Regions from separate parts of the Drosophila melanogaster genome. Here regions 2 and 3 are each linked to region 1. Evidence: chromatin contacts called from public Hi-C and HiChIP or PLAC-seq data. All regions are on one chromosome and are shown on one strand. The core of a region is the stretch at or near the end of the contact, and the rest is flanking DNA. Distances in the headings are between cores, read along the strand shown.

Region 1 (3,578 bases), core at 933-3,432:
ATATTATCTTGTTTTATTTTAATACTTTAACGTTAATACTACCCAAATTGTTTCAAGAGTTCAACTATAGATTTTTTAATTTATAACATTTTAAAATCCTGTTTTGTTTATCATCATATTCCTTCCGCACTTTTGAATAATTACTTATATTCGCCGCTTTTTTATGTGGAGCTCAAAAACACTGCGACATTGTTCTACGATGACTACAAAAAATGACCAATAACTTCTATAAACCAATACGATATGTCAGGAGTTTCGGTCCCATACGAAGTCGCCGACTTAAGTATTTTATTTTTATTTTGATATGTGTTTGCTATTTTACCTTGTCGAATGCTTCCACACGCTATGAGAATACCATCGTGAGCGTAGCTTACTACTAGAATTTTGTTGAAGTTATTGACAAGCGATGTCTCAATATCTTCCGGACAGCCTCCAGCGTGACATTGCGGGGAATCATGTAACGGCCCAGTAACAGCCTCGGCCAGCACTCGAAGGTTTTCGTTAAGTTTAAGTATTTTATTTGTAGCACCCGCAAACAAAACATTGTGCATAAAGTCGAAGCTCATGTGAGTAAAATAATTTTTAGATTGAGAGTCTCTAACACTTTCTATATTGTTTCCAATTGATCGATTGCCATAGCTGGAAGCTGTTGATTGAACTGGTATTGATGGCAAGTTAAACTGGGCGACTATGTCATTTAAGGGAGATAACGCCTGAGCCGGCAGTTCTTCAATGCAGTTAACGCAATAATGCTGAGAACCGAGTATGATAATAATACACAGTACATGTAAAACATGTATAATGTTTGCACAATACAATTCCTTTCGCAACATATTTATTTGTGGTTTTGTGTATGATCAGTTTGTAGTTGAGTTTGGGCATCAATTCCCCATATGTCATTTTTATTATTATTTAGCTCTACATTCTCTCTCCTTAATATATAAACTTTTTAATATCGATTGAATTTAATGCGAATTAATTTTATATGCCGCTGATTCACTGTAGGTGCATAAATATTTTTAAATTAAAATGATCCATTTGGCTATTTTAGGTTTAGCGCATTTTTTATAAGGTTGTTTAACACAAAAAATCGATTAGTCAATGTAAACAAATATTTATTTAAAAAAAACTTCTTAGGCAACGCTCAAACGTTGTGTGTACACTATCAGTCCTAGAGCAGATTATTAGTATCGGCTGTATCAGCCTATCGCATACAAATTGAACTATCGAGCTAGAGGGCATTGTAATGCTGTATTCACAAGGAGCACATTAAAGGGAAGCTTACCATTAAAAACCTCGGAAGTATTTATGTAGATATCGTTTAAATGTTTTCAGTTCTGATTCCACATCCAATCAATTGGCTAATGTTAAAAGAAAAAAGAAAGAAGACACCACCGATGGAGTCTAAAATGTTCCAGGAACATTTTTGTAAAATAATATCAATGAAATGGTAGTCGCGTTAAAAAGAGCAATCTCCAAAGAATCTAAATTGATCTCATCTTCTTCCATGCAACACTTGCCGTGCGCGCTATTTTTATCTTAATATTGTTTTTGATTCGAGTGTTACAGACCCACCTATCTCTACACAAAGTTTTGAACAACATTGATTTATGTGGCACGATGGCTAAAATTTTATAAAATTATTTTAAAATCATAACATGTTTAATGTTAAATTATTTCATTAAGGGTTTCTCATGGCATGGAGGCTTCAACGCCACGTAGTGTTTGGGACTATTTATGTATATACTTATACTAATTTTACTTATGTACCTTTTTTACTATTAAAATTATATAAATTTAAAAAATTTGATTATTATTATTCAACAATTTTTGGAAAATTTGTCCAACGAATGGCTATTTTGCTAATCAATTGTCTTATTAATAATTTATTGAATTTCTCTACAACTGTAAATTAAGACCAACCGTCATTAAGACCTGTAAATTATTAACACTTAGTTAAATAAGTATCACTAAATAGATTATATCGGTGGGTTTTAAATTTTGACTGAATTGAAGATTCGATTTTTATATATTCTCAGAGAGATTTCTGATCCTGTCATACGTACATATGTATATACAATTTCATTTATTCTCCGAATATATAAGTTAAATTAGGGAACCACTACAGATATTGAAGTTTTATTTGTGGATTTTTTTCAACACTTAGCATTGGATATTGACCCCTATAAAAATGCTTCATCAATCCATTTGTGTAGTCACTTTGCAAGGGTGTACTTCGGTTAACCGACTATATTTCAAAGCGATAGTTAATGAAACTTATGCTGCTATCACATTATTTACTGTGAAAATTCTTTGTGAACTGAAGAGCAATCGGGAACATCGATCTTGACAACGCCGAATTCGTTTTGGTATAACACAGGATCTTTAGTTTATACTTGGTTGGCATCACATCGAAACTTAGCACGGGAAACCATGGTTAATCGACAATATTTGCGCTGTGCAACATGTACAAGTACATAAATAGAACTGTTTACACATAACAACAATGTATCAAAAATCCGTTAACAGCCGACGTGAACACTCGAAACATAACCAGACCTGCCGCAGAAAATGCTGCGATAAGAGATGCTAAAGAGATAAACCATCTCTTACCAAAAAGTTAGATTAGATTGACCAAAGAGGTTAATGTGTACACTTAAACTGTCTATAATCTTTACAACACATATAATGACAAACATGGATATTTTTCAACTCAATAAGAGAATAATTTATTAGGAATTTGGAATATCAAACGGCACAATGATACGCAGCTCTTACTTACTTACTTTTTATTAATTTTAATTTTCTTTTTACAAAAAAAAAAATGTATGCTTGGAGCAAATTATTAGGAATTATATAAGTATAATATTATTATTATAATAGTGTTATTCCCAGCTAAGAACAAATCGCTTGTCATCGGGAAAACGTTTTTGATTTTATAAATTAGTTTCCACCTTTCCAGTTTTGTTGGTTTGCACTCACAACTCACAATGACGCAAATGATTGCTTATTCTGTATTTTTTTATTCTAGTAGGAAAAAATCTACATTGGCAACGCTGCTGCCGTGAAGCTAAGAATGCAGTATTAAAAAGCGAAACAAAATAATATCAATAAAAAGGTTAATGGTAAACTTAGGAACTTCCAGCTCTTAAACCGCGCAAATATTTTCCTTTATGTGATAATTAAGCAAGGTCATGTAGAATCTATTGATAAATTTCTGATTACAAAAAAATATTTAAATATTCGTTGGTTTTAAAAATTGGAAGCAATTGACCCCAACAAATGCTAAGCACGAGCTCTTGTGACATTGTCTACTCCGAAAAAGGAATGGTAATCTTTTAATTTTTTGATCCTCTTCATTGTAATTAAAAATACGTCTCATTATGTAACACAGTTTTGGATTAAAAATCGAGCACACTACAAAATAAACTTTTAATAAAAAATATAAGACAACATAACATATATAAGTGAAAATAAAATGTAAGAATCATGACGAAAAATGTGTTATTTTTATATTACACATAATTATATTTATTTATTATAGTACAATGACCAATATATTTACTAAAGGCAGCCAT
Region 2 (3,087 bases), core at 540-3,039, 1.1 Mb after region 1:
CCTGAGATCTCGACATTCATACTGCCAGACATATCCAGTTCGACTTGGGTAGTTCACTGGATCAAAAATATATATACTTTATAGGGTCGGGAACGCTTCCTTCGGTTGCCATTGTTTTTCGAAACCCCTTTTACTTTGCGAGTTTAAGAATACTTATATAGCGTGATAAATTTTCAACCAAATTAGCTACTATATTCTCTATACAAAATTATTTGCGCAGCTAATTAAAAATACTTTAAATTAAAATTCTATGTCTTCAAAAGCACATTAGGATATCCGCAAATCCGTACATATCCATATAATATTCTTTAAATCTTTAAGCCAAAAGCGAAAAGGTAACGGGTCTTGTGCGCAACACCATCATGGAACTGGGAGATCTACGGCACACTAAACTAACGCTCACAAGGGTATAAGGACTCTGCAGTTTAGCAATTAAAGAACGATGTGAGTCAGATGGGAATCAGAATAACAGCTTTGATTGTGGACAGTCATGCGGCATATTAACATTTCAAGCGAACACTAGCAAGAGCGTGCCTGTGAGCAACACCATTATTGAACTTGAACGTCTACAGCACACCCAAACTAACGCTTACATGGGTACCCGGCGTCTCCGCCATTACAGGTAACTCACGAGAGATGAGGATTAGCCTCACACCCGTCAACACTGTGTTTTGAGTGATAGTCTTCCGAGTCTTGCCTCCTTTGGAAAAACCTTAACCTAACATATTACTGAACAATCTGATGATACTTCATTTCTTCGATGCCAAGGCGCTTAAAAGCTGACATTAACGATCTGGGCTTGGCTTAAAAATGTTAGTATGGCGGCTTAAACAATATTAAAATTTTAGTTTTGACAGTTTTTGAAGGTTTGTGGGCGTTGGAGTAGAAGTGGTAATTTTCTCTAGAATGTGCATGCTTTATCTTAACTTTCACATCTTTTATTTAGTTCCCGAGATCTCAACGTTTATACGGGCAGATCGACTTGGCGCTAGTGATCATGAGTAAGAATACTGTGGTCGATTCCTTCTACATACTTTTCAACGAATCTAGTATACCCTTTTACTCTAGGACTAACGGGTATAACAAGTAAATATGTTTATATTTTATGCTTCATTAAACAGTATTTTGTTGTTACGCTTTATAAAAAAGTGCTTTGTTGCTATAATTCGATTTTCAAAACATAGACATGCCTGTAAAATCCGAACTTACCTTCATTCATTTTCTGATTGACTTTTGTGTTGCCTATATCTTCATCGTACTGTTCACTTTGAAGAATAATTCCAAAACGTTCGTATGCCATATTTACAATACTATAATCCACATACGCATGAGTTTAAAGTTAGTATTAAAGCATTTCAAATGCCAGGATAATTGTAGGCACATGTGTTAGGTAAGATTTGTATGTTTCCTGAGCGTTGCATTCCCTGAGGCTATTTGATGTATCTGAAAGAACAGCATTTTTACTGCCATTATTCCATATGTAGGCAATATAAGACATGAATATAATATCACGGATGATTGATACGTACACACACAGAATTAATAATTGTCATATTTAAGTAGGGAACATAATATACATTAAATATGACAAACGGTTCTCTAAGAAAATGTAGTGAATATGTTAAAAAAATTCTGATTGAAATAATACGAAAGATTAATTAAACGCCACATAAATTTAATGATAGTCGAATTGTTTCACTAAAAGCCGAGGAAAACAAAAGAATTCAAGTAATTTTTATAAAACGCGATACCAAATGACTCAAAATATTGAAAAGGTTATTCTGCTTGTTTGGCATGGGTATTCGATGCCTAAATATTTGGGTTTTTTGCAACATACTAAACTTTAGTATTTTTTTACAACGCAAAATATATCTTGATTCCACGTCGACTAGCTTCTAAATATAGAACAAGCTGGCTGTAATCTCTGTAATTATATCGGTATAGCTTGAAATATACATGCAAAACATAAAATTAAATAATACTACAAATTTGTAAACCGATATGAATTAAATTTTTCATATGCTTAAAGAAAATCCTATCAAAGAATGTGTATATTTTTCTATTAGTTTTAGTGATAAATAAAGTTCATATGATACGGTCCACAAATACATTTCGAAAATGTGGAAATGGAATCATCCTCATTTCGGAAAACGAGTGCAATCATGCTATAACCAATTTCCCATCGTTAACAAAGCTTAACATGAGACTGGAACAGATTTAAAAGAGGCAACTGTTAAACGAAAGGGGAAAGTTTCTACTGCGTGGGATCAGGCACCGATGGTTCAACATCTCTACTGATCTTGTGTTCTGCTGTAGATTTGAAAAAGCGCCAATTCTGCCAATCCTTGTGTTTTGTGCTGATGTAAGAGATGCCAAGCATGCACAGCGATAATTTATAGTCAATCATGCTCCTGTAATTTTTATTTTTTATTTCGATTTGGGCAAAATCTTTTGATTTCGTTTTTAGCTGTTTTGGTTTTCGCAAAATTTTTGCTATCGGAATGTTTTGTAAACATTAAACAGCTGTTCAAGCTGTTTTCCAGACCATAGAGCGGACACCTTTTTTTACAGTTTTAAGTCCGACGTTCGCAATTACTTTGTTATTGCACTTTGACATTTAAGTAATAAAAATACATTTAATTAAATACATACAACTCTTTTGGCCATTCCTGAAATTCATTAATGAATTCTTTTATATTTTATAAGTATTTTTACCTGCCTGTTTCGTTTTACCAACAGTATGGCAGCCTTCGCAATAAATATTGGGAACGTACTTCTCCTTTGCTAATCCCCTTGCTAAATCGAAAATATTTGTTGCTGACGGCAAAATGTTGTTTGTCAAATCTGAGGTGGGGTCGGAAATACATTTTTTGTATAATAACGCATTGGCAGAATGATCTTGTGGTGATTTGGAATTAACATCGATAGACCACTGAATAAAATATTTTTTCCTTAGTTAATAAGATCTGATTTGATAGATATATGTATGTATAACAGGCATTTACTTTTAATTTCGCCCAGACAAAAGTAAAATTCTTACGAATTCGATTACCAGAGAATGTCAATATTGACCGTCACCAAAAAAGT
Region 3 (3,544 bases), core at 733-3,232, 1.2 Mb after region 1:
CATGTATGATTGCGGAAAGTAAAGTAATCAAACATGTGTATGATGTTCATAGTATTATATTTATCGTGACGGCGTAAATGATGAAGAATGCGAATTTCCTCTTGGGCCTGGCGGTGAAACCGCTTTTCATTGCGCACTATTTTTAAGGCAACATGTTCGTGAGTTTTATGATCATACGCTTTAATGACCTGTCCAAAGCTACCTTTTCCGATTATCTTTAGCATTTCATACCGATATGCTACGTGATCATGCGGTACATGAATGTAAGCGCCTTGTTCATTGTCGTATTCAGAATTATTTGGGCCATAGACTCCTGGGCGCTTCTTAGCGTTGGCGCCAATAAAATATATCTGCGGATAAGTTAGTATTTCTGTTCGCTCGTATGGAGTTAGTTTATTCATATATAAAATCATTACTTGTTGTGGGGAAACTACCAGAACCTTCGGTTTCTCGTGTAATTCACATTTTTGTTGGCCAGACATAATAATTTGTTCGTGAAATAAAAAGGTGTGGTTTTCCATTACAGAAGATTCTTTGACTGAAATTAGCGATTCACATTCGGGTTCCGACTTTGATTTCGAATTTTCCGAAATCGTACGCAAAAACAACCCAGGAACATCTTTTGTCTTTGATGGAGATGTTACATTAGGCAACGATATTGCTATAATTTTTAATTTAATTAAAAGGATCATTTAAATACTTATTAGTGACAAAAAATTTTTTACCTTGAATAGACTCTGAAATTTCGCAGCAATCGAAAATGGGTAAAATTTGAATATCTCCAGGGTAATTGGCAATATTATTTGATGGCTGCGTGGGAAAGTCTTCTTTACTATCATTGAGCATTGCCAATGGTTCAAAGCATCGGGTTAAATATTGTAATCCACTGTCCCGGTATTGATGACGGTTGGCTTTTTCAGTATTATTTTGAGCGATACCAGTATGTGTTAAATTTTGGTTAATCATCTGAATTTGTATCTGAGGTAGTGATGTAGGAGGTGAAAGTGCTTTTGAGAGTTGTGTGTTTTCCAGATGAGTTGTGTTTAAATTATTTTTGTCTGTTGCGGGTGTTTCAGATAATTCGATATGATTGTTTTTTTTTTCTTGAGAACCGACCATAGTGCGCTTGTTTATGGTAGTTATTAAATCCGATTTTATGTAGATTGTTATAAATTAGTTTATTACATTTCGGGTGTTCCCAGGATACAGAATTATTTAATGTGTTTTATAACAACACAGTTTTCATTAAACTAGTTTGCCGCAACTGGAATAAGAAATATTTGGTTTAATAACGATTGTGTGCCTTAATATACATTTTAGTCGGCAATGCACTCTACTTTAAAAAAATATCCTATTATCGTATCAAAATTGATTTTGTTTTTTAACTTTCCGATCTTGGTTTTTTCTAAATACTTTTTATTTGTGTAAATAGTTTGTATATATGTACTTACATCTGCATATACATAACGAACAGTTGAAAGGCACAGCCAAAATAAATAGTAATATATATTGAGGTTATAAACTTCGGCACTTGTGCTTAAATTTATTATTTTTGTATTGCTATACCTTTAATTAATTAAATATAATAATACCTTAATAAGTATATTGTCAACACTTAATTGAGTTTATGTCCATGTACATACATACATATATGTACAAATATTGCACATCGATGAAGACTGTATCAGAACAGTTTGATTAAACATTAACCGAGAGCTATAATATTTGATGTATTGCAATGATTTGTATTGTATACTTTACAAATAGGTAAAACCAGATATTTGTTTATCGTACAATTTCATTTGAATACACAATTTTCAAAGCGACCCGAACAAAGAGAAGAACAGTGTGACCGTGTTAAAACAGTTTTAACATGCCACCTGGCTCACATGTACTCACAATAGCGTTTGAAGCACGTTTTATAACCATAATCAACGGAGTACCATATAAAATGACTTCGGTGGTCCAGAATAAAGTTCTTTAGAACTTGTTTCGCAACTCAAACATAGGAACCACTTAGCATACAACAGCTCTAATATCAAAGTTTGTGACGAAAATTGAATAAATCAATACTTAGTCCACCGGACCGTTTTCGAGCGGAAATCGACTTTATATATAATTTGCAGGGCAATCGTTTGCCCATATAATGCGAGTCAAATCGTAAGAACACGTGTGGTATTGTAACATACATATATAATTCATGGGAATATTTATTCCTGTTTTCCCATTTTACTATTATGATTTTAAAAAGGTCGTATAACATTTTTTTAGTTTAGATCATTCATGCATGGCCCTAAGAAAGCGTTGTTATTCGCTTATAATGATCATTATGTCATTAGGGTTAATTTTTACGAATGGGCGAAAGAGCTGTTGTTTTAGGACAAATACTTTACTTAATATTTATCAAATCATTATTTGTTGTGAATATTTCTATCGATTTGCCAACAAATATGTATAAGTTAAATCAAGGCAAGTCTCTAATGTCCTAGTATCAATGTTTTGTGCTCATTGTTTATAGTGTTTTATGACTCGAATGCTATTTTGTCAAGCATGGCGGGCAGTAAAACAGTCAAATGCAATGCATATAGTCCAGAAACTAACTTTTGACTCAGATTAATTTTTTAAAGATTTAACTGTTTTCTGTTTTAATTTTTATATAAGTAACGAGTTGACTATGGAGTTCCACCACGTTTTTATTTGTCTTGACAGTTTCTATTGATCTGTAAAAAATATTCCATTTCTTTGAACTAAATAAACTAAGGTAGATATAATTTCCAAAACGTTTATCAAATAGTTATTAAGAAATTCATCTTAACCAAAATAAAAAGTATTTTAAGAATCCCTTCAACTACAAAATTTAGGCATAATTTAAATCTAATTGTGTTTCAGACAGTCCTGCTTTACTTAAATTATTGAAAATCAGAAACTTCTGCAAATCATCAACCAAATCGTCGAAAACAGTAGTTGTAACGGGAGTGCTAAGGTTACCACCATCGAAGTTATCGATAGTTCCATCGATTTTTTTTGCTTCTCCAACTTAACTATTCTTCAAACGGAAATCCATTTATTCATATGTGAAAATAGAGAACTGTATAAATAGAAGTAGATAATTTGTGAAATAAACCTGATGTCGCCTTGAAAATACATAAAAAACTTATATTTTTGTCAATAATTATACTATGAATTTCGTTTGTCATTCACATAGTAAATGAATTCAAAGTTTTGTTATCGTGTAACTCGAATTCATATAAATAGTGATAAAGTTTGTTCATAATTTAAAGCTATATTATAAGCACCATACATTACCGAACGACAAGCATAAATCTAATATTTAAGGTATTTGAAGCAATTAACCTTCCCAAAGAAATTGCTCTATTCTTCAACCCTTAAGGGTGGTGGTGAACAAATATATACATATTTCAGATGGTGGTGTGTTACAAATAAAAATAAAAGGTTTTTTTAACTTAGCGAAAATAAGAATTCGTTTGAAAACCCATCAACTATGGTTATTTTTGTTCTAAGTTATAAGGCATACATTCACCTT

Evidence for each region. A called contact is a pair of places that touch in the nucleus more often than the background predicts. HiChIP or PLAC-seq counts read pairs in DNA pulled down with a chosen protein or histone mark.
Region 2: a contact with region 1 is called in a Hi-C map of the Kc167 cell line, with 3 times the contacts expected there. The contact joins the promoter of pho here to the promoter of lncRNA:CR44440 in region 1. A contact is called at or near these places in 11 of 107 Hi-C or Micro-C datasets (the Kc167 cell line, brain, embryo and 3 more).
Region 3: a POLR2A S2P HiChIP or PLAC-seq map of the Kc167 cell line shows a contact between it and region 1, with 7 times the contacts expected there. The contact joins the promoter of Cadps here to the promoter of lncRNA:CR44440 in region 1. A contact is called at or near these places in 6 of 107 Hi-C or Micro-C datasets (cellular blastoderm embryo, embryo and eye imaginal disc) and 1 of 6 datasets of contacts at active chromatin or transcription factors (the Kc167 cell line).

What each region holds. Positions count from the first base shown.
Region 1 is chr4:42,592-46,169 of dm6, forward strand. lncRNA:CR44440 (long non-coding RNA:CR44440) reads left to right here and starts at 2,183. Exons shown (of 2, transcript NR_123742.1): 1 at 2,183-2,826; 2 at 2,896-3,483. PlexB (Plexin B) reads right to left here and starts at 1,187. Exons shown (of 5, transcript NM_001258471.2): 1 at 323-1,187. The coding sequence starts at 833. It also overlaps asRNA:CR45124.
Region 2 is chr4:1,179,839-1,182,925 of dm6, forward strand. It overlaps pho (pleiohomeotic), which reads right to left and starts at 1,790. Exons shown (of 7, transcript NM_166827.2): 1 at 1,752-1,790; 2 at 1,210-1,443. The coding sequence starts at 1,300.
Region 3 is chr4:1,228,855-1,232,398 of dm6, forward strand. Cadps (Calcium-dependent secretion activator) reads left to right here and starts at 1,983. Exons shown (of 23, transcript NM_001031858.2): 1 at 1,983-2,160. Dyrk3 (Dual-specificity tyrosine phosphorylation-regulated kinase 3) reads right to left here and starts at 1,859. Exons shown (of 7, transcript NM_001038725.2): 1 at 1,644-1,859; 2 at 1,452-1,566; 3 at 726-1,264; 4 at 1-661. The coding sequence starts at 1,119.